2 separate regions of the Gossypium hirsutum genome follow, and region 1 is linked to region 2. Evidence: chromatin contacts called from public Hi-C data. All regions are on one chromosome and are shown on one strand. The core of a region is the stretch at or near the end of the contact, and the rest is flanking DNA. Distances in the headings are between cores, read along the strand shown.

Region 1 (5,672 bases), core at 2,120-4,619, 130 kb before region 2:
TGGAAACCCAATTAAGAAGAATCCCATTAGCAATTAGGAGAAGGAACAATTGGAGCATTAAAAAAAAGGTCATCACTAAAAGTTTGCCACGTGGCCCTCTTGTCACGTGTTAGTGAAGAAGAGGCCCAAACATCAATGCGTTTCCATGTGCATTTTGGGTTTTCGTTTCGGTGGCCTATTCCTTACTTTCACGGTCCCACGTGACTCCATTGTTGCCGGTCTTAGTTGAGTTTTTTTTTTTTTGGGGGGTGGTTATGATTTTTTCTTTTTTAGTTTCTATTCTCTTAATTAACCCTAATTTTTGGTTTGTTGGTTAAGATAAAAGTTTTAAATTCATGAGTATTTGGGCTCCAGTTTCGTACTTGAGTGAACTCATAAATTTTAGAGAGATCGAAGTTAAGTTATATATTAATGTGAGAGTTAAAATATAATTTCATAATTGTATTGACATATATTTTTATAGTTTTTAAAAAGACAAATTAATGAGGGTCAAACTACAATTTTATCATTTATTTATTTATAAATTTATAAATTTTAAAACTAAAAGCATAATTTTTCATTTGAGCAGGGGGCATAACCCACGCTTACTCCCTCCCTTCACCATTGCCGATGTCGTATGTCATGTGTAGATTTTATTTAATTCTTTTCGGATTAGTCTAATTTTATTTAGTTTTTTGTTTGATGTGCATTGTAGTAATTAAATTCTATATTATAATTGAACAAATATATAATTATATTTGTATTATCCTTGTAACTATACTAAATTTGTACTAGTAAAACTTTAAAAAAAATAACCTTATTTTTCTTACTTTAATTGTAATTTATTTTTATTTATGATTGATTGGTTCAATTCTAACATTTGGAACAATATTAACATTCTAATTTTCAAATTTACTATTTATTTAGTTTTTTTAATTACAATTATACAAGAAGTTGTATAATATTATTTATAATATTATTAAATCAATGGTTGAATAAAGAAATTGAGAACATCATTTTAAATTAAAACCTTTGGTTTAGTTTAAATTTAATTCAATTTCGAATTGATTAGTATATAAATATATTTGATTTGATTTTAATTTTAATTTATATGTTTTTATTTGTATAAACCCAAATTTCATTTTTATTTTATTTATAATTAACTTTAAGTTTTATAGAATAAAAAATAATCATGACATATTTAAAGTAATAAAAATAATTTAAAAATATTATTTTTAAAAAAATTATGAACCTATCTAGGTTAATGGAATCCGAATGATTTGGCTAAATTTAAAATTCAATTTGAGTACAATTTCGATCACTAAATTCACACAATAAACTAAAATTTGCCATGTTATCTTCTTCCATCTTAATCTAAATTTATTTATTTTTCTTTGGTTGTCTAAGACTCTTTGGTATTCATGTCCCAATTAAATTTAAAGTAAAATTAAATTGATTCTCTAAATAAAACAAGTTTTTCTCAATCCATGAGGTTAAAACCTTTATAAAAAATTGAGTTGATCTTGATTAAGTTTTGAAGAACATTTCTTCACTAAATATTGGAAAGTAATGGTTCAATATCGGCATGAAAAGTAAAGATAAAGAAAAGCATTGTAAACATAAAAAAGAAATTAATAATTAAAGCCATCACTAATCTCAATAAAACATGTCCTTAGCTTCAAAAAGGAATAATCAAAGGACGAATATTGTGCCACTTATAATGAAGACACCCCAATTTTGTCTAGCTTTTATTTATTTTTAATTGTTTCAATGTGGAAGAACCCTTTCAAAGCTTTTATGTTATTAGTTGGGGTTTCTTCCAAGAGATAAATTAAGACTTTTAATGAATGGAACAGGAACCCATTCATCAATATTTTAATCAAACAATGACAACCAAAAGTCTAAACAAGAAAGATTATAATATAATATTTTAATTAAGAGAATATAATAATAGGGTAAATAGATTATAAAGCAAATCATAGTTAATGGAGCCAAAACAGTCCAAATAAGAGGCCTCCTTTTGAGGAGCGGAAAGCATAGACGCAAATGAAAGCTGGGCTACATGGTGCCTAAGAGTAGGTAGGGACCAAAAAGTTTGGTAAGAGTATAGTAGAAGATATATATATATATATATATTAGATTAAAGAGTAAATTAATTCTTTTAAAAATTTTATCCATTTTCAATGTTAAAAATTAGTTCCTATATGTCAGCATGAGTTACATGTGGCATATAATGTATAATTATCTAATTATTTTGTCAGTTATACCAGTTTTTAACAGTAAAAATAGATAAAATTTTGAATAGAAGGGACCAATTACTCTTTAATCTAACCTATAGGGACTAATCTGCCCATTTTTGAGTATATGAGACAATGCAATTTGACTCTTAGTATAGGGCTTTCATGGTACTTTTACCATAATTTTGTGTTGGGAGGTCAAAATTAAATCATAAAATTTTCGGAACAACAAAATGTAATTTTATCAATGTTTTAACAAATATTTAATTAGTTAAAACTTGATATTAGTCTTTGTACTTTGCAAAAGTTATGGATTTAATCTCTGGACTTTAATTTGGTCATTTTTAGTCCCTATACTTTTCAAACTTACAAATCACAGTCCTTACCAAACAACAACAGTTAAATTCATTAAGTTCTATTATTTCCAAAATCAAATACGCTGAACATATAATCATAAGTATAATGCCATGCCAGCTTGTTATTTTCACATATACAAACTAAAAATCTAGTTAATGAATTAACAACTATCATTTGCATAAAGACTAGAATTTTAAAATTCGAAAAGTATAGGGACTTAAAATGATCCAATTGGAGAATATAGACCAAATCTATAACTATTAGCATAGTACATGACCGATAATTGAATTTAATCAAATGAATTTAACTACTACTGCTCTAGCTAAGATAAAAAATTCAAAATTCGATAAGTACAGAGATTAAAATTAACCAGTTCAAAAGTACAAAAACTAAAATTAGCCTAACTATAAGAATTAAATCTACAACTTTTGCAAATTACGTGGACTAATAACAGAATTTAACTTATTGAAGTAGTATTTGAAGGAACAAGGGAGCTAATGCTTATGTCAACATTTCTTGAATTTGTCCCTGGTAACAAGTCAAGATAAGCTAGTATTCATATTGTGTCCATATGATTTCTATATGTTATAATCATATTTAAAATAGTATTATATTAATAATTTAGAAATTTCTACGGATCAAGATATTAAGTGAATAAATTATTTAATTTATATTAATAATGATAGATACAGTCTAGGTAGATTCTTTCCTAGGTGAATTTTTATATTGTATTGTGTTTTAGTTATGGCAAGGTCTAATTGGTTCTCCAATCATCTCTCAATATTGGAGCCCATTGTGTTGATTATGGGCCTTAAGATCAAAACTTGGCTGAGTTGCTTGGTCCAATGTAACCAAATAGGGACAATTTAACCTTGTAAAGCCCAAAAACACAAAAAATACTAGAATTCTCTCAACCACTTTGTTGGTGAAAAATATTTTTTAAAAATATTATTTTATAAAAACTAATATTGGTTTTGAAAGGGAAATACATTTTTTAAGTAAAAAATTATTTTTTTAAAAATTTGAAAGGGCTAAATAGTTCACATATGTATGTAAATTAACTTTATTCATGTGCCAAAGTTGGATTCAAAAAAATTTCAAACCTAAATTCGAATTTGACCTTGTCAAAAATTACCAAAACTTGATGGATCAATTGATCGATACATTGATTCGAGGCAAAAAAAAATCAATTGATCCGAGAATTAATATGAAAATATATTAAATTAAATTATTACTTTTTATAAGGGCTCAAAATGTAATTTTTATTTAATTATAGAGTTGAAATGAATTAAAGTGAATTATTATTTTTAAAAGGGACTGAAAAAGAATATTATACTATTTTATTAAGGGGCTAAAGTTCCTGCCTACCTCCTAGTTACGCCTTATATATCTATATACTAAAAATTGCAACATGTGGATGAAATAATTATTTATAACTGCCGTTTTTTTTAAAATAATGAATGTTAAAAGAAGTTATATATATGATAATTGGTAAATGTAGGTTGTGTTGGTTTCATAAAAAATTATTTACAAAAAAAATTATTTTGTATTTTTTTATATTTGTTTTATGAAAAATAGCTTGATCAACGGAAAATTATTTATAAGTCAATGGAAAATAAGCCTCTTTTCTTATAAATTGACATATCTTTTTTAAAAGTATAAGTCATTTTTTGAAAATAAGCTCGTTTATAAGTAATTTTGTTTTTATATAAAAATTAACTTGAACCAAACCTAAAATTATTATATTAATAATAAATTTTAATTTTAATTTTAAAATATTTTTAAAAAATATAGTTTTAATATCAAATATTATAATATTCAATATTATTAAACATAAATATTTAATTATTTATATTTATTAATATAATTAATATGATTTATTATTTTAATGTTACTACGGTGAGAGCAGCTATCCTGGTTAATGGGTTAGCTACAAATTTGGTCGTGGATTACGCCAAGGAGATCCTTTATCTCCATTCTTGTTCATTCTGGTTACGGAAGTGCTTCACTTATTAAACGATTTCACACTTACAGTTTGCGGACGACACGATTTTGTTTTTAAAGGCAGAGGAAATGGTAGTGGAAAATATGAAATTTATTCTCCGTTGCTTCGAGACTTTTTCGGGGTTGAGTATTAACTTCAAAAAATCGTGTATTGTGGGGTCTGGAGTTAATGAGGAATTTCTTTACCGTTTGGCAGCTATATGTAAATGTAAGGTTGGGGTGTTGCCTATTTGCTATTTGGGTATTCCTTTAGGAGCAGATTCGAGAAGGGTAGCTACTTGGGACGTGGTGGTTGAGAAATTTAGAAAGAAATTGGCGGGATGGAAAGGTAGAAGTATGTCATGGGCAGCTAGGATAGTGTTGGTTAACGCAGTATTATCGTCTCTTCCAATCTATTTTATGTCTTTATTTCAGGCCCCGATGACTGTAATTAAAAGAATTGATAAAATTAGGAGAAATTTTTGTGGGGAGGGTTGGATGGCAAACAGAAAATGGCGAAAGTCAATTGGAAGCAGATTTGTAGACCAAAAGAAAATGGAGGATCCGAAGTGGTTAACCTTGAGATTAAGAACAAAGCTCTATTAGCAAAATGAAGATGGCGAGTGATGGTGGATAAAAATGCGCTATGGAGCAAGGTGATTTTAGCTAAGTATGGTTCTAACGCTAAACAATGGCGATTTGGTGCGAACAATTTGAAAGATATGTCGACGGTTTGGAGAGGGATTGTGGACAACTCTTTTGATGCTAGAGTGAATAGATGGATGGGAGATAAAGATTTCAAATAGAAAGTAGGGAATGGAAGGGATACGTTGTTCTGGGGGGATCATTGGTGTGGTAATAGTCCATTAAAATTTGAATTCCCTGGACTTTTTCGTCTAGCTAAATTCAAAAATGGTTTGGTTTTTTATTACTCTTTGGATGGTGGTTTTTGTAATGTTAATTAGGAAGGTTTTTTCGTCAGAGCTTTTTTAGATAGGGAATGGGGGATGCTAAGTCATCTCTTGGATTGGGTGGGTGGTGTGGTATTGATCCCGGAGGTGGAGGATCGGATATTATGGATGCACGATAAAAATGGTGAGTTCTCTGTGAAGCAGT
Region 2 (5,618 bases), core at 913-3,412:
TTTTTTTCAAATACGATATCCGACGTGACGTATATCTTTAAAATTAATGTAGATTTCTTCGTTATTTTATTTAGCCATAAGTAAACATGAAATTTGCTTAGAATATTTTGTGAATCTAAGCTCTTGATAATCCTATTGGAGGAGGACACTCGAGGCATCCAATGATAAATATATTTTCTCTAACATATCCTCACCAATATCTTCTATTCACGTAATTTAAATTGAGAACAAATAAGGTTGGATTATATTCACTTACATTTCATTGTATTATAATACATACATGAATTGCATAAATAATATAAGGATGATTCATTTCATGATATCATATACTATATTAGATTATGACACATTCTTAATATAGGCGAAAATAATTATTTAATAAATTTATTAAAATTTAAGATTAATGGCATCAATGGCCATTATAAAATAAGATTTGTCCTATTTTTGGTCACTGTAAATAAGGTAATTGTGCGAATTAATCATTATTGTTAAAATTTTTATTTTTTTACTGGATTGTTGATGTGACACACAAGCCCGTTGAATGACTGATATGAGACATTTTTATTGACTTTTGACTAAAGTTTAAGGGGAAAATGTTTTGGACTAATTATAGGGAGGTCCCTAAGCTTTAGTCAAAAGTCGACAGAAAAATGCCACGCGTCATTCACTTAATGTGCTAATGTGGCACATCAACAATCCGTTAAAAGAAAACAAAAATTTTAACGGTAATTACTAATTCGCATAATTATCTTATTTAGAGTGACTAAATTGGGAAAAAAAATTGGAGTGACCAAAATAGGACATACCCTATTTTAAAGTGATCATGGAGATAATTTGCCCTAAAAATTATCATGAGAACCAAATTAGCTTTTGCTCAAATAATAAAATTGAGAGAGTAAAATATAAGGTTTCTTAGATATAAATCCATATGTTTTTTTTAGATTTATTAAAATATAAAAAGACATAAATATCCTCAAAATAATATTTATTGATTTATAAAATGAAACGTAATTTTTATTGAAATAATAAAATTGAGAGAGTAAACTTTAAGGTTTTCGATTCAAATTCATATGTTTTTTTTCTCGATTTATCAAAATATAGAAAGGTATAAATACCCTCAAAATAATATTTATTGATTTATAAAACGAATATGTTTTTGTTAAATTCACAAATGAATTGATACACGATTAATAGATAACACTAAATCAAAAGTATTATATATAGTATATTATAGATCGCGCATTTATTTATTTTTTTAAAATATTTTTCATATTTATTTTATAATCTATATTCGAAGTAGGTGATTATCCTTTGTAATGGCAGGTTTCAAAAGTAGGAAAATATGTTTTATGATATAAAGTTGTTATTTAGCATTGTATTCTCCTATGGTTGGTTTAATTAGTGGATGAATATTCGTTGAGCCATCAACAATAATTGAGGTGACTTAGTTAGTTACACCTTCTAATATCTAAGCCCATTGAAAAAATAGGTTAAATTACACTCATATCATTAAATTATCAGTAAGTTTATGTTTTAGTTATTTAATTTCAAAAAATTACAATATGGTCATTGAATTATTTGAAAGTTTTTATTTAAGTCATTGAACTATTCAAAAATTTTCATTTAAGTCACCAGGCTGTTAAGTTTTTTTTTTTAAGACTAGCTAGCGATCTCTAAATAATGATTTGATAATCAGTAACCCATCAACTAGTAGAATAACATATTTTAGATCCAAGTTGATTTGATGGTCAGTTTCTGAGATCAAAGAAAAAATTTGTTTGGATTTTAGTTCGCAGATTCGTGATATTTAAAATTATTTCATAAAAGAAATTGAGCTGTAAAAATAGAAGGGGATGAAAGCTTTTAATTCGAGTAAGTGGTGTGAAAGGATTAGGCCATACAATAACGATTTTAACATTCTAATGATTTAAGTGAAAACTTTCAAATAATTAAATGATAAATTTGTAACTTTTTTGAAGTTGAGTGACCAAAATGTAAATATATTAATAGTTTAGTGACATTGGATATAGTTTACCCAAAAAACTCCTGCCCAACCACCGCCACCCACGGAGGAAAGGCGGAAGCTCCGCCATTTCAAGGTCATTTTCGTCCTTCCAAAAACCCTTAATTAATTAAAAAAAGGCCACAATCGTCATTACATAATCAAACCAAATCATTCCTCCCAAAAAAGGGCAAAAAAAAAAAAAACCCAAACCCAAATCCAATTGCAATTGCAATTGATTTTGCTTTTTACACTTTTTTTTAATATATCTTTCAAATTCTAAAGCCAGAGGAGCTGTTCGATATTCGATCCCACCCCTCTTCAGTGCAAAAATCCTTCCTTTATATACATATAAATAATATTTTCGTTTTAAATTTCAAAAAGAAAAAAATTGAAAGAAAAGAAAGAACCATCGATGGCGTCGTCGTCCGATAATCTGACCGACAAGAATACCGTTTTCAGAAAGCTGAAAGCAAAATTAGAAAACAAGGTGTTTTTTAATTTTTTTTTTAAATTTTATGATTGTTCTATTGATTTATCGGTAGATCTGGTTCAGATCTGGAATTTCCGTTAGTTGATATTCGATTTGTTTAATTTTTTTATATATTTTTTTGTTAGATGTGTTTCGATTGTAATGCGAAGAATCCAACATGGGCGTCAGTGACTTACGGGATCTTTCTTTGCATCGATTGCTCAGCCGTTCATCGGAGTCTCGGTGTACACATCAGCTTTGTCAGGTTTCATTATTTTTAATATCGTTTTGGATTTAGTTTTCGTGTTTTTTTTTTCGTTAATTAGTGACGCGTTTTAATTATTCGTGCAAAGGCTTTTTGTCTTGCTTTAGAACAACCGTTTTATAAGGGAATTTATGGATACAGCTGAGATGTCTAGTGTGGAAATTTGTAAATCGTAATCCGGTTTTGGGTCTCTTGAAATTCAATTGAAGGAATGAATGAAAGGAGGAAATTTGGTTTTTGGTATTCTATTTACGTGCTTCTGAATTATGTATTTTCATGTTCAGAGATGTTTCCACACTTCTTGTTTCTAGTCTTGGAGAGATTCCTGAACTGAAATGGTTTTTGGGGCTATTGTTTATGTATGATAGTATGCGGTTAAATTGACTTTTTTATTTATAATGCAAATGGGATAAGCTGTTCCTGTATCGGCTTTTGTTCTTCCTTTGATATAGTTTTAAAATTTACTTAGAAAGGCTCCTTTTTATTTTTCTCGAGTTTTTGATAGAATAATTCCATTCTGTAGAGTGATTAATCTGGTATTAGCCGAACCTGTTTGAGTCTTTTGTGGGTAAACAATGCAATATGCATATCACCTCCCTATATTGTACTTCTTTTTGTTTGTTTTGTCGGTGTGTTTAGCCAAATTTGAAGGAACAAAACCACACCACCTTCTTAGGCGTTGAGATTGTCCTTATTGGCCTAAAAAGCTAAGTTGTTTTGTTAGATGTGTTTTCCTCTTTGAAAAACATGTATATTTTATGCAGGTCTACAAATTTAGATTCTTGGTCTACTGAACAATTGAAAATGATGATCTATGGAGGTAACAACCGTGCACAGGTTTTCTTTAAGCAGCATGGATGGTCTGATGGGGGAAAAATTGAGGCCAAATATACTTCAAGAGCAGCTGATTTATATAGGCAAATATTATCAAAAGAAGTTGCTAAGAGTATGGCAGAGGAGACAGGTTTGCCTTCATCACCTGTTGCTTCCCAGTCACCCCAAGCACCCAATGGACCTCTTAATAGCAAGACTGATGAAACTCCTAAAGAAAGTTCTTTAGTTGGGCAAGAAAAAGTAGAACTTCCCACTTCACCGAAAGCTTCTCATAAAGTTGTTACCAGCACTGTTAAGAAGCCTCTAGGTGCAAAAAGAACTGGAAAAACTGGAGGACTTGGTGCCAGAAAGCTTACTTCAAAGGTATTCCTTCCAGACCTTCTTGAGCAATACAATTACTGCAGAATGATCATAAGGATATCTTGATTAGAATATTTACATGTTTTTGGAGTTATTTTAAATGCCCTTCTTAATAACCTAGTTTTTTTACTGCAGCCAAGTGAAAATCTGTATGATCAAAAGCCTGAAGAACGAGTTGTTACTGTTGCTTCCCCTACTAATAACACTGCACCTGTTAGCTCAACTTTTCCATCTCGTTTTGAGTATGTAGACAATGATCAATCTTCTGAGTCGAGTTCTGGTGGCCCGCAAATTCTTAGCCATGTTGCTCCACCAAAGTCGTCAAGCTTCTTTGCAGAATTTGGCATGGACAGTGGTTTTCAGAAGAAATCAAGCTCAAATACCTCAAAAGTGCAAGTAAGTTATATGACCAAGAACTTAAATATACATTTTTTGTTGATAATTGGGGATAGGGGTAAGAATTCCGGGGAGTTGGCACTTGGTCAAGAGGTTGTTGGCAAAGAATTAAATATTGTGTGTATAAATGGCTGATTAGTTTAATGGAATTGTCTCCTTTTGGTTTTAGAACATCTTACTCTTCTCTATGATTCCGATATCACTCAAGGTCAATTGTAATACCTGTACTGCTAGAAACTTTCAACTTCTTAATGAGGATGTCTGGTTATGCTTTTAGCTAGCGGTACTTTTTTCCTTGAAAATCAAATTTCAGGACATAGCCTTCAATCTACTTGAATGTGTCACTTTGCCTTCCAAATCATAGAATTTGAAAAGGAAATGTTCCCATATTGGAGATATTCATGTAGTGTAATGTGTGAGAATTTGATGGATGAGAAGTGTTTTAACTTTTATAATATCCCCCCTGGGAGGGGTCAATCTTAGTCATTATTTCTGCTTGTATCTTATTTTGCCATTCAGGTTTGTTTCTTATTGCTTCGTTTTTGCTATCAGATTCAGGAAACTGATGAAGCTAGGAGAAAGTTCTCAAATGCAAAATCTATTTCATCAGCCCAATATTTTGGTGATAATACCAGAGCAGACAATGATGCTCAAGTTACTTTGCAGAAATTCTCAGTACGTGCTGTGTAGCTATTTCTTTCTTGACAGATATAATTTAACTGTATCCTTATCTACCACCAACTTTTACTACCATTTTTTCACAGCCTCTTTTTCTTTCATATGTGCGCATAACCGGAAGTAATTTATCCATGAAATGTGGTTTTCTGAGACCTGATAGTCACCTGGTCTTTTACAGGGTTCAACAGCCATCTCCAGTGCTGATCTATTTGGTCATTCTGCCGATGGTTCTATTGATGTCGCTGCTAGCGATCTAATCAATCGACTCTCTTTCCAGGTATGCTTTTTAAATTGCATCTTTTATGCAGTCCCCATATTTCTTTATCGAGTATCAGTTCATTTGTATATTTATCATTATTGGTTTCAGGCCCAACAAGATATCTCAAACCTCAAGAACATAGCTGGTGAGACAGGAAAGAAACTTAGCTCATTGGCATCGACACTAATGTCGGATCTCCAGGACAGAATCCTTTAATGCAAGTGTTCTGACCTTTAAAAAAAACATGTTTTGTTATTTTACCAGCCTATATATGTTTTTGTACTGAATGTAAAGCTATTTTTATCATAAAATTCTTTTCAAATAATATCTTAAAAAAAAAAACCTTAAATGT

Evidence for each region. A called contact is a pair of places that touch in the nucleus more often than the background predicts.
Region 1: a contact with region 2 is called in a Hi-C map of leaf, with 3 times the contacts expected there. The contact joins the enhancer-like site here to the promoter of LOC107950174 in region 2. A contact is called at or near these places in 3 of 34 Hi-C or Micro-C datasets (leaf and petal).

The regions. Positions count from the first base shown.
Region 1 is chrA03:731,623-737,294 of Gossypium_hirsutum_v2.1, reverse strand. No RefSeq gene overlaps it. Among protein-coding and RNA genes, the nearest start is that of LOC121223346, 7.0 kb to the left of the region's middle. Within about 2 kb of position 3,369, at least 7 of the 9 cell types and tissues checked have an H3K27ac peak or open chromatin away from gene starts, as enhancers often do. A contact at or near this core is called in leaf, where this site is marked.
Region 2 is chrA03:596,030-601,647 of Gossypium_hirsutum_v2.1, reverse strand. It overlaps LOC107950174 (probable ADP-ribosylation factor GTPase-activating protein AGD8), which reads left to right and starts at 2,162. Exons shown (of 7, transcript XM_016884967.2): 1 at 2,162-2,492; 2 at 2,621-2,739; 3 at 3,504-3,936; 4 at 4,069-4,329; 5 at 4,882-5,004; 6 at 5,186-5,284; 7 at 5,375-5,618. The coding sequence starts at 2,418. The coding sequence ends at 5,482.